Linked DNA regions of Mus musculus: regions 2, 3 and 4 are each linked to region 1. A link is a contact called in public HiChIP or PLAC-seq and promoter capture Hi-C data. All regions are on one chromosome and are shown on one strand. The core of a region is the stretch at or near the end of the contact, and the rest is flanking DNA. Distances in the headings are between cores, read along the strand shown.

Evidence for each region. Promoter capture Hi-C pulls out the DNA fragments that hold promoters and counts their contacts. HiChIP or PLAC-seq counts read pairs in DNA pulled down with a chosen protein or histone mark.
Region 2: a promoter capture Hi-C map of hippocampal neurons shows a contact between it and region 1, with 4 times the contacts expected there. The contact joins the promoter of Lamb2 here to the promoter of Apeh in region 1. A contact is called at or near these places in 13 of 39 promoter capture datasets (the 3T3-L1 cell line, the C10 cell line, the HPC-7 cell line and 7 more), 2 of 484 Hi-C or Micro-C datasets (the G1E-ER4 cell line and large pre-B cells), 8 of 115 datasets of contacts at active chromatin or transcription factors (bone marrow-derived macrophages, effector CD8 T cells, embryonic stem cells and 1 more) and 5 of 9 other capture datasets (adipose tissue, embryonic stem cells, liver and 2 more).
Region 3: a promoter capture Hi-C map of liver shows a contact between it and region 1, with 9 times the contacts expected there. The contact joins the promoter of Klhdc8b here to the promoter of Apeh in region 1. A contact is called at or near these places in 21 of 39 promoter capture datasets (the 3T3-L1 cell line, 3T3-L1-derived adipocytes, the C10 cell line and 12 more), 3 of 484 Hi-C or Micro-C datasets (the G1E-ER4 cell line, the N1E-115 cell line and large pre-B cells), 10 of 115 datasets of contacts at active chromatin or transcription factors (the SCID.adh cell line, bone marrow-derived macrophages, effector CD8 T cells and 4 more) and 5 of 9 other capture datasets (adipose tissue, embryonic stem cells, liver and 2 more).
Region 4: a contact with region 1 is called in an H3K4me3 HiChIP or PLAC-seq map of bone marrow-derived macrophages, with 2.4 times the contacts expected there. The contact joins the enhancer-like site here to the promoter of Apeh in region 1. A contact is called at or near these places in 2 of 39 promoter capture datasets (cranial neural crest and pre-B cells), 1 of 484 Hi-C or Micro-C datasets (erythroblasts), 2 of 115 datasets of contacts at active chromatin or transcription factors (bone marrow-derived macrophages and embryonic stem cells) and 3 of 9 other capture datasets (embryonic stem cells, liver and pancreatic islet).

What each region holds. Positions count from the first base shown.
Region 1 is chr9:108,092,698-108,096,236 of GRCm38.p6, reverse strand. Apeh (acylpeptide hydrolase) reads left to right here and starts at 1,757. Exons shown (of 22, transcript NM_146226.2): 1 at 1,757-1,802; 2 at 1,878-2,010; 3 at 2,489-2,615; 4 at 3,163-3,256; 5 at 3,355-3,430; 6 at 3,520-3,539. The coding sequence starts at 1,791. It overlaps Bsn (bassoon), which reads left to right. Exons shown (of 12, transcript NM_007567.2): 12 at 1-215.
Region 2 is chr9:108,478,149-108,481,687 of GRCm38.p6, reverse strand. Lamb2 (laminin, beta 2) reads right to left here and starts at 1,826. Exons shown (of 33, transcript NM_008483.3): 1 at 1,714-1,826; 2 at 1,545-1,630; 3 at 1,238-1,410; 4 at 1,015-1,150; 5 at 859-932; 6 at 266-454; 7 at 121-184. The coding sequence starts at 1,629.
Region 3 is chr9:108,451,135-108,454,673 of GRCm38.p6, reverse strand. It overlaps Klhdc8b (kelch domain containing 8B), which reads left to right and starts at 1,873. Exons shown (of 6, transcript NM_001359428.1): 1 at 1,873-2,357; 2 at 3,283-3,539. The coding sequence starts at 3,423. It also overlaps a transcript of Ccdc71 not described here.
Region 4 is chr9:108,360,274-108,363,812 of GRCm38.p6, reverse strand. It overlaps Usp4 (ubiquitin specific peptidase 4 (proto-oncogene)), which reads right to left. Exons shown (of 22, transcript NM_011678.2): 5 at 1,107-1,252; 6 at 915-976. Among named protein-coding and RNA genes, the nearest start is that of Usp4, 14 kb to the right of the region's middle. Within about 2 kb of position 1,977, at least 6 of the 459 cell types and tissues checked have an H3K27ac peak or open chromatin away from gene starts, as enhancers often do. A contact at or near this core is called in bone marrow-derived macrophages, where this site is marked.

The DNA.
Region 1 (3,539 bases), core at 508-3,007:
CTTCTCTCTGTGAGGGGGGAGAGTGCTGTACAAAGTCAAACAAACAAGTTTACATTGTAAGTGCAATGACCCGAGTCCTCCACATGACCTTGTGAATTGTGTGCCGTCCTCCTGTGCTCTGTGAGAACTCGTGGTACTTCAGTGTCCCTCCCCTGTACTGTGACAAGGTATTTCTGTGGTATCAGAATAAAAGGACTTGATATAAACAACCTTCAGACAGTCTCGGGGTGATTTCTGAAGTGGGAACACTTAGCCAAACAGGTAGATGCCAACGTTTGTGACAGTATTCTCCACGATTAAAGAAAAAAATGAGAAAGAGCAAAATTTCAGAAATGTTGGCACAATTGAGGCGGAGTCAACACCAAGCCATTCAAACATGACCCTCCAGGAAGGTGCAAAGGCTTGTCCTAAGCCACCAGACAGTTTTCAGGATCCTGGTTCCCAGGAGCTAGATGGGCAAGTGCTGCCCCCTGGTGCTATCAAACAAGCTTTACATCTGCCTACCTTGTTCGAAACTCCCCCCCCCCCCCCAGTCCCCCATGGCTGAGACTTTAATCCTTAGTATAGTCAAGAATAGTTCAAGCTGGATATCATAGCCCACACATTTAATCCCAGCTCTTGGGAGACAGAGATAGGTGGGTCTCTGTGAGTTTGAGGCCAGAACTACGTAGAGAAACTAAACAAATATAAGTTAAGCAGCACTAGAAAATAAGAAACAGAGATTAAAGAGTATCAATTTTGCCTCAAGTAAGAAAGAAAGCACTCATTCAAGGGGGCCCATAGCTGGTCTAAAAGACCAGCCACTCTCAAGCTATATGGAGGAGGGGGAGATACCTACTGTTGCCCAACCACTCTTGCTCTCTGCTGTCACCTAAGTCAACCTAGTCCTGTGTCGTGTGCAGGAGACTGTCTGCCTAGGCTCTTCTTTCCACAGCACGCTCGCTGCTCTTAGGTGAAGTCTGACCCTCCACATCGGCCCTTGGAGTAGGTTGAGACCCAGTCGGCTCACGATCCGCAGCAAGGAGCTTCTGAGAAGGGCGGGTTAAGGCTGTGGCAACAGATAGCTTTAGGGGCAAGTCTGGTGATTGATAAGCCAGGGTAGCACCCAGAGAGTTCAGCACCGCCCTTTGCCCGGCGCCCCAGGGCTCCACCCGGGAACCTAAGTTTCCCACTCCTAATCGCCTGGCTTGCAGTAGATGGGGAGAGCGCTGAAAGAGATCCCTGCGACTGAGGCGCCCCGCAACATTCCGCTTTCACAGACCCGCTAGTCTCTGTATTCGGTTCCCACCCGTCCCCGCCCCCGCCCCCGCCCCCTCATCCTTAAGGATCATTAGTGTTCCTCCGAAGCCCCACCCTTCGAACGCTCAGGGCTTTCTCTCTGATCCCGCAGCTTTCAGCTCACAGTCGGCTGGAGTCCAATCCTACTTCCTTCACTCCTCCCAGACCTGCCCTGTCTCTGAACACCGGCTCTGTATTCTGCTGCTATACGTCCGCCCTCACTCCTCGGAGCCTCCCCTCTCTAAAAATCCCAGGACTCGACTCCCTGATTCTGCCTCCCACTTGCCTAGTCTTCGACTGAATTTTTGTTTCCCGCTCCTCCCCTCCGGGCGGCTCCTTCGTAGGCCCCGCCTTCTTACTATCCAGGCCCCGCCCCCTGCCGACTGGCCGGAGCTTATACAGGGCCCTGCGGGTCCCAGGTCGCCACTGAGTGTAGCGGAAACTGGGGACCGCCTTAGGCCCCGCCCCCGGAGCTTCACTTCCGGGACTTAGCTGCTACCGAAAGACCGACTATGGAGCGTCAGGTGAGGGCTCGGCCCGTGGCCCCCGTGGCCTCCGTAGCCCGGGCTGAGCCTGACCCTGGTGTGTCCCCTGCGCAGGTGCTGCTGAGTGAGCCCCAGGAGGCGGCAGCGCTGTACCGGGGCCTTAGCCGCCAGCCTTCGCTGAGCGCCGCCTGCCTGGGCCCGGAGGTCACCACGCAGTATGGGGGCCTCTATCGGACTGTGCACACTGGTGTGTAGACCGAGGGAACTGGGTGGCGACGGGCCGTGCATCCAGGTGGAGAGATGGGGACTGTGGAGGGCACGCTGCTTGACACGGGTTTGGGGAGGAAACCCAACTGTAGTTCCTGCGCACAGGTGTTTTGGGGGCTGCACTAGCCTTACTGATAAATAATTCCGTAAATGAGTTGAAGGTGTGGGAGTAAAATTCAGACCTGAGTGCAAGGTGTGGGCCTCGCAGGACTCTCCGGCCCTTACATTCTACAACCCAACAACAGCTATGTTGCCCTTAAAATTCTGTGGTTGGTAGTGGGTTCTCTCTGACCGTCAGCTCAGGCTCTGGGAGCCTAGGCTTAGGTTATATTAAGTGAAGTGTTGTCCAGGCTATACTCAGGCTGTCCGGAGACAGACTGGGAAAGATAGGCCTTGATTGGTGGGCAGTGGTCCAAACTGGCCCAGACAAGTTGAGCAGCCCCCTGCCTCCCTTGCAGAGTGGACTCAGAGGGACTTGGATCGAATGGAGAACATCCGATTCTGCCGCCAGTACCTAGTGTTCCATGATGGAGACTCGGTGGTGTTTGCCGGGCCTGCGGGCAACAGTGTGGAAACCCGGGGGGAGTAAGTGTGACAGGAGCAGTCTGTAGACAAGACCGCAGCCACCTGCCTTGCTAGCCTTTCATAAATGTCGCCATGTGTCCTTAGGGTGTTGTGCTCTGTGCCTATCCCCTTCAGGGACAACTTTGGGTGGCTTCAGGGGAGCAAAGAGCAAGGTGCCTGACCCCTGAGAGCTTGTCTGGTCTCTGGAGACATGGCCTGATAAATACTAGGAGCTTCTTCTAAACTAGGGCCTAGGTCCCTAGGACTCTGGAGACAGTCGAGTCAGTAACCTAAGGAAGAGAAAAAAGGCCAGCCAGCTTGAGGCTGGGAGTGCTTCATGGGCTGGTATGATTTCAGAGTCCCAGTTAGCTGGGAGATAGCCTCCTGTGCGGCCAATTCTGATTTTATAACGCCAGACCTAAAAGGGCTTATAAAGAAAGGAGAGAGAGACAGACAGACAGACAGAGACAGAGACTCAGCTAAGAGGTTGTGACCAGTAAGGGGGCCAGCACAAGGCTGTTGGGGGGGACGACTTGGCACCTTCCTGACCTGCAACCCCTGTTCTCAGGCTGCTGAGCAGAGAGTCTCCTTCAGGCACCATGAAAGCAGTGCTGCGCAAGGCTGGAGGTGCAGTCTCGGGAGAGGAAAAACAGTTCTTGGAGGTGAGTTTGCAAGGATGAGGTGGCAGCCAGCCGGTCACTTAGTGCCACAAGTGAAGCCCTGTGGAGGGGCAAGCAGCCTGATGCCCAGGTATCTTCAGGTCTGGGAGAAGAACCGCAAGCTCAAGAGTTTCAACCTGTCTGCACTGGAGAAGCATGGGCCTGTGTATGAAGATGGTGAGGCGCCTGGCTGGTAAGCAGGAGGGGTGGGCAGAAGGGGCAGCTATAGCATTGGGCTCCCCCTAACCGTCCCTCCCTGCATGCAGACTGCTTTGGCTGCCTCTCC
Region 2 (3,539 bases), core at 577-3,076, 390 kb before region 1:
TCCCAGAGCTAAACTGGGCTTGGCATTTGCCCTAGGAAGCACCTAAAATAGTTACTGAGGCCCCAAATAGTCCCCATCCGGACACTGAGACTGTGCCAATCTCCATAGTAGAACACTCACTCTGAATCCGTGAGCTGTAGGGGTCTGGGATAGGAATAGCAGGGTCCAGCACACGATAGATGACCTAGCAGGGCAAGAAGTCCACAGATAATGAACCTCGCTTCACGTCCATCACAGACCCCACTAGCTGGGTCCCAGCCCTTACCTCGCCTTCCGTAGACGGCTCGATTTCTGAGTAGCGGGACTCACACACTACATCATCCCAGCGACGTGGCGGGGCCAGTGGGATTCCCGGGAAGTCAGCCCCGCAGTCATAGGAAAAATATCGGTACACGTGCCAGGTGCGGCCAAAGTCTGCAGAACGCTCCACCAGCATAGCAGCAGGCCGGAACGTCTGGATGGGGAAGGAGGACATGTCTGACTAGCAGGAACCAGGACTTCAGTCCAGCCTAGGTTACGGAGAGCTCTGCTTAGTCATGATCACTGCTGAGCATCTCAGACACATGGGAAAGACTAGGAAAGCCAGACCATGATCAGACCAGGGAGGACAGCCACCTCTGACAGGCAGGTTAAAATACCACGAGACCCAGAGAGACTGTATCTGACTTAGCCTAGGAATGGGGCACAAGAGAGCATGTGCAGAGGTGTTCAACTATGGAAGCCATGCAGGACGTGACCATGCTTCACACATAGAGCACAACACAGGAGCTCAGGGAAGCTTCGTTGTAGAGCTAGGACTCTGTTAGGGGGTACTGAGAAGCAAAGCAAAATCAGGCGGGTTCGCTGACGCGCAGGCACCTTGAACGTCATAATGAGGTGGGTGAAATGAAACTCAGCTTCCAGGTCCAGTTGGATGGTGACCATTGGAACCCCTGCAGCAGGAATAGGGGGTCAAGGTTCTGCGGTTACTGGTTACAAGCCCTAGTCATCCTGATGACCTACTCAGGGGCTCACCGTTCTCCGATTGCCACCAGGCTGTCCGGCGTTGTGGCGCAAAGCTGGTGACTACATTCTGGATCCGATGACTATTTGGGTTGTCTCGAGCAGAGAAGGGACGTCGGGAGTCACACAGGAAACACTTCTTTTCGTCCTGGATTGGGTGGAGTGTAGGATAGGTACCTTAGCTGGGGCCGACCCCACCCTGACCCAGCCCTCTCCTCTGGGGCCCCAGAAGCACCTGCAGGTGACTGACAATACAGTAGGGTTGAGGGCTATGCAAGCCACACGTGGATGAGGCCGTCAGTCTGTCCGCACGGCCCACCAACAGGTCACCGGTGGCTGGATAGCAGCTTCCTCGAGAACAGCCAGGTACATCCAAGGACGGGGCCTGGGCCAATGTGGCAGCCAGCACTGAGGACAGTGGGTCAATCAGCTCAGCAGGACTCCTGGTGACTAGCCCCATCCCTTGGGCCCCTGGGAACAGCCTGCCACCCCTGGACCTACCATCACATCCCACAACCTTAGGCCTCACCAGGCCCCCTCACCACTTAGAAGTAGGCCCAAGCGAAGTTCCCATGGCAAAGGCTGTCCCTGCCTGCCCCTCCCTGGTTCTCCTGAGGCCCACTCCATCCTGAAGAAAAGTAAAATAGAGATAAAGAGAGATAAAGAGTCCACAGACGAAAGCCCACCACCTCCCTTGGGGCTGATGCTGACCCGACCGTGTGGGTACTGGGCTGGTGTCCCTCCAGGCCCTCAATCTGTCCAGGGTCGGACCTAGCAGTCACTCCTCCACAATCTGAGAGACTCTGACGACTTTGAGTAAAGTTGGAAAGCAAGGGAAGGAAGTAAAACACGGAGTGGATCTAAAATAGGATTATAACTGAGGATAGCACCCCACCCCCTACCATACCCCTGCCCGCTGCAGACAACCCTCATCCTAAGAACCAGACTTTGGTTACTTCATCCACTTTCTTTTTAAGCTGAAGTTTATTTAGCAGATGTGTACTTAGCAAAGAAGCAGCTTAGTTCGAGGAACTAAAAGGGAGCATCCAAAAAGAAATTAGAGTAGGCTGCTCAAAGACAGAGCATCCTGGTCCACATATCTTCATCGGATCCCTTAAGTCCCGATGTGAACCAGGGGTTGCTGGCAAGCATGGCATTCAGGGGACAGGAAGAGGGCTCGTGGAGTTGGCGGGTGGCAGAGGTAAATCGAGAGGTTTGTGATCTTTGTGTATCAGGAAGGCAGATGGAAGGAGCTTATGGCCTTTGTCCTGGTGTCACTATGGAAACCACAAATCAGCCGCGGGGCTCCCAGGGTTACAGCATCAGTCGGGAGATGGATGGGAAAGGTGCAAGCTAGAATTCTATTGTACCTGTGGAAAGGTTTAGGACGCCCCAAAGGATAGACTAGGACTGAGCTCTCGGAGATACTGGAAAGGCCACGCACTACTGCCTGAAACAGAACTCCGAGGAACTCGACCGTCCATAAGCACTCCAGCAAATGGGTTGCGAGAAAGGTTGCCTGTTTCCTGATTAAAATGGGCTGTGGCTACTCAGTTACCCAGAGGATGGGTTCTGGGTGACAGACTCTGGACCACCAGCAACAAGTGAATCCGAATCTTGTGACTATTTATCCACGCCGGACTTTCCAGTCGCCTGGCAGCCCGGGAGCGGAGGGTTGGAATGCGCGCACCCACTAGGCGCGCGCCCCACCCAGACCCCTGGGACTTCAGGCGGGAAGAGGGTGGGTTCAGGTCCGTACGGCTTGCTTTGAGTGCCACCGCTATGAACAGACTGCTGGAGATCAAGCAAAGATTACTGGAAGCTGCAGGCGCCTGTGGGAAAGCTGAAAGTTCAGAGGAAACTTTCCGCCTCACAAAGGAGGATGGGGGCGGGGCAGTCAATCCGCTGATTTTCCCTGTCACTAGAGTAGACTCTCCTGTCACCTAGAGGAGTCCTGTGAGCAATCTAGGGAAGCTCTGGTATGCTAGAGGTGATAGGTCAGAATTTTAGATCACTCGATAAAGGGGCAGGATGGGGCTAAGGGCATTAGAGGGAGTTACATGATAGTTCTAGTCTCAAGGTTAGACGGCCAATGAGGGACATCATAGAGTCATATTTATTTATTTATTTATTTAGAGACAGGGTTATTTATTTATTTATTTATTTATTTATTTCGAGACAGGGTTTCTTTGTATAGCCCTGGCTGTCCTGGAACTCACTTTGTAGACCAGGCTGGCCTTGAACTCAGAAATCTGCCTGCCTCTGCCTCCCCAGTGTTGGGATTAAAGGCGTGCGCCACCATGCCCAGCTGTCCGTTTTGTTTTTTATTTCTGAGACAGAATCTCCTGTTTCTAGGGCTAACCTTGAACTCACCCCTCCTGGTTCTTCTTTAGTAAGAGATGTGTGTGCCCCGACATGTGCATGATATTCAGGGGATGAAGGCTTGGGATTCATGGATGCCAGGCACACTGTAGCACTTGAGCTGCGTGCCCAGGCAACTGTGAAACACTCGCCAGCTTACTAGCGTTCCCCTGGAA
Region 3 (3,539 bases), core at 624-3,123, 360 kb before region 1:
CAAAAAAGAAAAAAAAAAGTTCACTGGGGCCTTTCATCCCAGCACTGGGGTTGAGGAAGAGGCAGATAACAGATCGCTCTGTGTTACAGGCTAGTCTGGTCTACAAGGCGAGTTCCAGGGCTGTCAGGACTGCTGCACAGAGAACCCTGTCTAGAAACAAACAAGAATTGCAATTGCTTCAAAAACAATTTGGAGGAAGAAGTAGCAAGAGACGAGGTGGCAGATAACAAGGCAGTGGCATCTGGGGACAGATGGCTTCAGAATTCAGAGGGAGCAGAAAGAGATAGCCTTGACTTAGACTGGGAGACATTAAAAAGCAGATGCTTGTAAGTGGTAAACAGTAGGAAAGCAAGCAGAGGGGGCTTAGAACAGGGACAGTGGGGAACATGAGGACACGAGAACATGGGGTACATACCAGAGCCCCAAGTGAGGAGCAGCCTGAGGATGGGAGACTTGGCACTGAGTGGTAGAGAAGGGCCCTTTAGAGTCTGTGCAGTTTGAGGCCAGTCTTTGCGCCATCATTTCTAGACATGCCCTTCACTTCAAACTGACAACCACTGAGAGAGCTATAGGCTCTATTTAGTCATAAAGAAGGGTTCATCCACATTTTGGACAGTCAGAATTTTGGGCATGCAAAGGCATTAGTACTGTATGATCCCTGGGGATGTGAAGGTGGGTTTCTTAGGTCCCCTTGTTCTTGGGAGCAGTAACAATATAAGACCCATGTTTCTAGTCACCTCCCAGAATCCCCAGGTTGCAGTTACCCACGGTGGTAACTGATGGTACCTCCTTTATTGGCTGCTTTCCTTGGTCTTCTTGCTACTTCTCTGCGGGTGCTTCCTGGCTTCACCTCCTACACTAACCACACACACTTGTGTCACTGCCTCAAGATCTGCGTTGGGAAAATTAAGCTAAACACTGTACACAAAAGGGTCGGAATCAATGAGCAGACACAGACAAGTGCAGGAGCTGTTCACACAAGCTTTCCAACTGGAAGCTTCGGCTGATCAGAATGCTCACAAGATAGGCTGAGCCAAAGTGTGAATCAGAGGTAGGTGGATGCAGCTGGTCTTTGCTACTTTGTGGGTTTTTTTCCCACCCTTCATCCCCCAGTTTCAACCCCTATCACTAGATAGGAGAGAAAGAAGGATAGAGGGGAGAGATAAATAGAGGTCCTTGAATCTAATTTCTTTTGACAACTAACAAACTGCAACTAGTCCCCTCCCCACTGATGGCCAACAACCACCCATCCACCCCCCAGGGCTCTCAAACTTATATCCTCTGAGAAGTACCCAGAATTCCAAACATAACACAATCACAGAAACTATGTGCAGCTGGCAAAACCCTGCTTTTGCTAGAACACAGGCAAATCGTAGTCAGCTGCTGGGAAGCAGCCCCGTATCTCCACACCTGGCATTAAAACAAAAACATATTCCTATACGATTTCTCTGATGTTAAAAGAAATCAAAATTTCAGAATTCTCACTCCAGGGGAGTCTTTGTCACACCAGTTTGCTATCACATGACCACGGAGTTGGCTAGAGATGAGCTCTGTACCCTGAAGATGAACAGTCACCCAACCTCTGAGTAGTAGCCCCAGAGTAGCATTAGGCAGAGAGACTCCTGGCATCTGGCTGATTGTGCACATCCACTGCTCGGATCGAAGCAAAAATAACCTACTTTTCTATAAAGAAGGTCTAGATAGGCCCCAAGGCTAGTACAGTCTGCCCCTCCACCCTACAAGCTGCTAGTCTCCATATACACTAAGGGATCTTTTCTGTGTCCTGCTTTGTGTCATGGTTAGGACAGCTCGGCTGGGCTCCCCAACCAGAGGCCCAGGCTACAGCCCTAGTGGCCTCTAGGGGGCGCCGCTGGGAAGCTTGTGGTTTGGCACCTCCAAGCTCAGTTGTGATGGGCGGACTCCGACCCCTAAAGGCCCCAGGTTCCACTGGCTAGCCCCTGGCTGATTGTACCCAGAGTGGATCCGACTCACAACGACACCCGCCTCCGATCCCACCATACCGGTGTTGTGTTGCTCGCCGCTGCCTCATTTCTATCATCGCCCCAGGTAGAGCCCTAAATCCTGGCCGGCCGGATGTCCATATGCCTGTCTGTTCATTTTGGGTGACCGTGGGTCGGTGCGCCCTACTCCTGCCGTGGCATGTGCAGAGTTAAGGCGGGAGGAGGTTTCCCCGAATCTGGGGAGGGGGGAGCGAGGGGCGGACCCGGTCCAGCCCCGCCCCACGCCGGAGCGGTGCGGGAGCCCCACCAGAGCCCAGCTTCAGCCCTAGCCGGAGCCAGCGGAGGCGGAGGCGGAACAGCGGACCCCGTGCCCTGGCGACATTTGAGATCCAGCAGGTGAGTCCCGCGGGAACCTCGCGCAGGGGAAGTTTGGGGCATGAAGGATAGAACCTTAATTAAACCCACTAGCCAGACCCGCCCCCCACTCTCCTTTGAGTTGGAAGTTTGGGGCCAGGAGGCCGTCCCTGTTAAATCCCGGGACTGAGAGTGGAGACCCCCAGCATACACATAGAGACATAGACACAGAGAGATACACACACAGCAAAAGGGGAGGCTAAGGAATGTGCTCTTGGGTGGGGGGTGTCAGGAATCCAGCCGTTTATTCCTACAGGAAAAGCCCTGGACTCAGGGACCTTCTAATCCTGTGCTCAAGAGATTCTCTACACCAGCCTTTTAAAACCTCCTCAGCAGGGAATCTGCTGGCATCGCCACACCCATAAAGGATGGACTTCAAAGGGAGTGTGGAATCCTGGAGTCTAGCCCCTTTGGGTCTCGCATATGAGACTGGCCTTTTGCTGATATAAATGGTTATACCTTGTAGAAGATCCTTCTTGTAAGGACTACAGGATGAGGGACCCTGATGGCTGGACCCAGGTTGTTGAAGGCACACTAGATGCCAGTGTGTAGAGGATGCAGAACTCTCTTGGAGCACTGAGATAAGACTTGTTGGGACAGGAAGCACGCTAGGATGGAGATTTGGGCTCTATCTTCCCTTCCACTCTAAATTGATCAAGTTACTATTTGCTAGTTCTTAAGGTTGGGGAGGGAAGAATCCCTCATGTTCCCACAAGAACCGAGAACGCCTTCTGGGTACCTGGAATCTATTCTTCCCACTATAGAAGGACCTTCACCAGTAGAGTGTTAGTCAAAGGTGTGGGTCTTTCTGCACGAGTGGTTTTGGGCCTGGCCTGCCTTCAGCTACATGTTGTTCATCTGTTTCTTGACAGTGGCCCTGACCCTTTGTTTTCTGCCTCCCCTCCAGGTCAAGGCAAGATCCCTTGGACTGGGCAGACACACCCATCCAGCCCTGACAGAATCAAGATGAGGCCTTATCATGTCCCCCCAGTGAGGCCCACAGCCTGAGCAGATACTATGGCCTACCACGGGCAGTGAGCGAGTACCATGGCTGCAGGAGGTGGTCGGGCCTTTGCTTGGCAGGTGTTCCCCCCAATGCCGACTTGCCGGGTATATGGTACAGTGGCACACCAGGACGGACACCTGCTGGTGTTGGGGGGCTGT
Region 4 (3,539 bases), core at 728-3,227, 270 kb before region 1:
GTTCATGTTAGTTGTCTTCCTTCACTGCTCTTCACCTTCTGAGGCAGATCTCTCTGAATACAGGGTGAGACCATTTCTGCTAAATGGCTGGACAGCTTGCTCTAGAGATCCCTGCCTCCAGCTCCTGTGCACTAGGATTATAGGCAGGCTATCACACTCACCCAACACAGTGAGTTCTGGGAATGTGAACTCTGGTCTTCATGCTTGCATAGCAAGCAACTGACCTGCTGAGGCATCATCCCAGCCACAGGTTTGCTTTTGTTTGTTTGTTTTGTAGATATGGTCTCCTATATATCAGGCTAGCCTAGAATTCACTAAGTACCAGAGGGTGGCCTTGAACTCCCCTCCTTCTACCTGCCACACAGGTATGCGCCACTACAGCTGGCTCTGTTTGTCATCAGGTCAGGAAACACTCATGTTATTTCCCTGCACTACATCCTAGAGAAAAGCCATCACTTTCTACTGCAAGGTGCACAATTCCACAAGCCACATGAATATCTCCTGGCATAACTGTGCTTGGAATCCAAATTTAGTAGCTGAGCTGTAATCTGTAAGAGGCCACAGAAAAGTCGAGTAGGAGCAAGCTATCACCCTTACGTCGTCCAAGACCTCACCCTAATCCTCCTTCCTTTCTCAAAGCCTCTAAACTACAAGTAGAAAAATAAAGGAGCTTAACACACACACACACACACACACACACACACACACACACAGAGCCACAATATCAGATCCCTCCCCATCTCTTGTCCTGACGGAATCCCGACAGCTATTTCGTGCATGAATGTCAAGCAGGCTGCTTAAAAACTGGGGCTTTGGAATGAGAAACCGGCTTTCCACCTACTTCAGAACAAGCCTTCCCTCTTCCCTTCCTCTGCACCTATGAGCCAGGTACATGGGGGAGAAGACTCACTTACTTTGACTGCAGGCTCTGCCGGGGCCATGTGCCATCTTCATTTTGGGGCTCAATTACTAGCACCTGAGTGAAAGGGGAAACCAGATGAGCACAATGCAACAAACCCTACTGCTGACATGCTTACTGCCAGAAGCCTTCATGACACACACCCCAGTCAGAGTTGCCTGTCTGGGCATGGGTTGGGCCCGCTTACCTGACCCTGGTACAGCCCAGCATCCTGGATAGTGTTGTCTAGCTTGCTCAACTGCTCATAGGTGTTGCTCATGTATTTGTTCCAAAGCCGTGTTTCACGTTCTGCAGGGATGTTGAAGAGCTTCCTCATCTCCTTCTCAATAGTTGCTAAGAACAGGCAAAAACATCACTCAGGATTGTCTCCAGAAATAAAGTTAAAGAAACCCTAGAATTCACTAATACCAGAGGGTGGCCTTGAACTCCCCCTCCTTCTACTGCCACACAGGCATGCGCCACTACAGCTGGCTCTGTTTGTCATCAGGTCAGGAAAAACTCATGTTAAGGCAAGCTGGGTAGTGGTGGTGCTCACCTTTAATCCCAGCACTTGGGAGGCAGAGGCAGGCAGATTTCTGAGTTCTAGGCCAACCTGGTCTACAGAGTGAGTTCCAGGACAGCCAGGGCTACACAGAGAAACCCTGACTCAAAAAAACAAACAAAAAAAAAAAGAGGAAGGGAAGAAGAAAGATGAAAAGATAAAGAAAGAAAAGTAACATAAAAGTTAGAAAACTGGAAGCTAGGTCGTGGTGGCACACAACTTTCTGTCTCAGAAAACAAACAAGAAGAGAAGCTTGTTCTATGATCATTACTGTTAGACAAACACACACACACACACACAACCTTCTGAGTTTATTTCACCAATTTTAGATGGAGTGGGCGAGGCCACAGGAGAGATCTGAGAGAGCAGGGGAGGGGTGGAGTAAGGAGAGAGAAGGGGAGTGATGTAATAAAGTTTTAAGGAAGAAAAAGTGACCTCGGAGCCAGGATACATACAGCCCAGCCCATGGTTTAGCAATGGATTTGATGATGCACAGGATCATGAGTTTGAGGTCATCTGAGCTACACAGCAAGGCTTCATCTCAAAGAAAGTGGGTGCTAGGCAGAGTGGACAGAGGATGTGGTTTAGTGTAGAGCCCTTGCTCAGCATGAGTGAAAGGTCCTGAGATTGACCCCCAGCTCCCCAAAACAACAACCAACCCAAACAGAATCAGCCATTCTCCCCTGAGATTGTTAGGGTTTCTTTTTTTTAATTAATTTTTATATGTATAAATGCGTTTTTGACTGTATGTATGTTTGTACACTAAATGTGTTTGATACCCTCAAGAGGCCAGAGGCTGTGGGTCCATGGGACTGGAGTTAAAGAGAGTGTGGTGGTTTGAATGACAATGGCCCCCATAGGTTCATGTCTTTGAATGTGTGGCTCCCAGGTAGAGGAACCGTTTGGAAGGATTAGGAAGTGTGGCCTGTTGGAGAAGGGGATCCCTGGGAGGCTTCGAAAGCCCTCACTAGGCCTTGTGCTGCTCATGCTCTCTCCTCCTCTCCGAGGTCAGTATGGAAAGCCTGCAGATCAGTATGAAAATACTGTTGCAGCACCACGCCAGTGTGTTTCCTGCCATGACGCTCGCTCAGGGACTAATCCTCTAAAACTGTAAGCAAGCCCCCAATGAAATGTTTTCTTTTATAAGTGTTGCCTTGGTCTTGGTGTCTCTTCACAGGAATTAAACAGTAACTAAGGCAATTGTAAACTGCCACGTAGATACTACAAATTCAGTCTAACTCCTCTGGAAGAATAACCAGTGCTCTTAATCACTGAACCATCTCTCCAGCCACTGTTATGTCTTCTGTGTATGGTATGTGATTTGTTAGTGCTGGTATATGCATAAGCATGTGTGTGGGTGGGTGTCATTGTGGGGACCAGAGGCCATATTTAGGTATCTTTCCATCCCTTCCCATCTTTTATTTTCTGAGACAGGATCTCTCTGTGAATCTAAAAGTTCATTGATTTACCTGGGAGTGGTGACCAATGAGCTTCAGGAATCTACCTGCTTGTCTCACGTTCCCCAGTACTAAGGTTTAAGATACATACCACACCTGGATTTCCTATATGGTAGGGATCTGAACTCAATTCCTCATGCCCGAACAGCGGGCCCTTACCTGTTAAACCATCTTCCTAGCCTTTCCTTTTTTTCCTCTTTGAAATAGGCTCTCACACTGGCCTTAAACTCTTGGCAGATCCTCATGCCTCTGCACTCCAAGTGCTGGGATTACAGGTGTTAGACACCATGCCCAATTCAAGTAGTAAAGGCTTTTATTGGTTTTGTTTGGTTTTTGTTCTGAGACCATGAGTGCGATCCCTAGGATCATATAAACCAGGCACTTAGGAGGTGGAGACAGGGAGATCAGGAATACAAGGTTATGCATGACTTTATACAGAGTTCAGGCCTGCTTGAGCTACTTTGCTGGCCATTTTGCTTGCCCAAGTACTGTTCTATAGAACACAGTTCCCAGGTCTGGTTCCTCATAAACATTCCCTCACGAAGACTTCCAAGTCAGGACTGAAGACCACAGATGAGTAACAATAGTGAAAGAAAACAACACAGGTTCCCTCTCATCAACT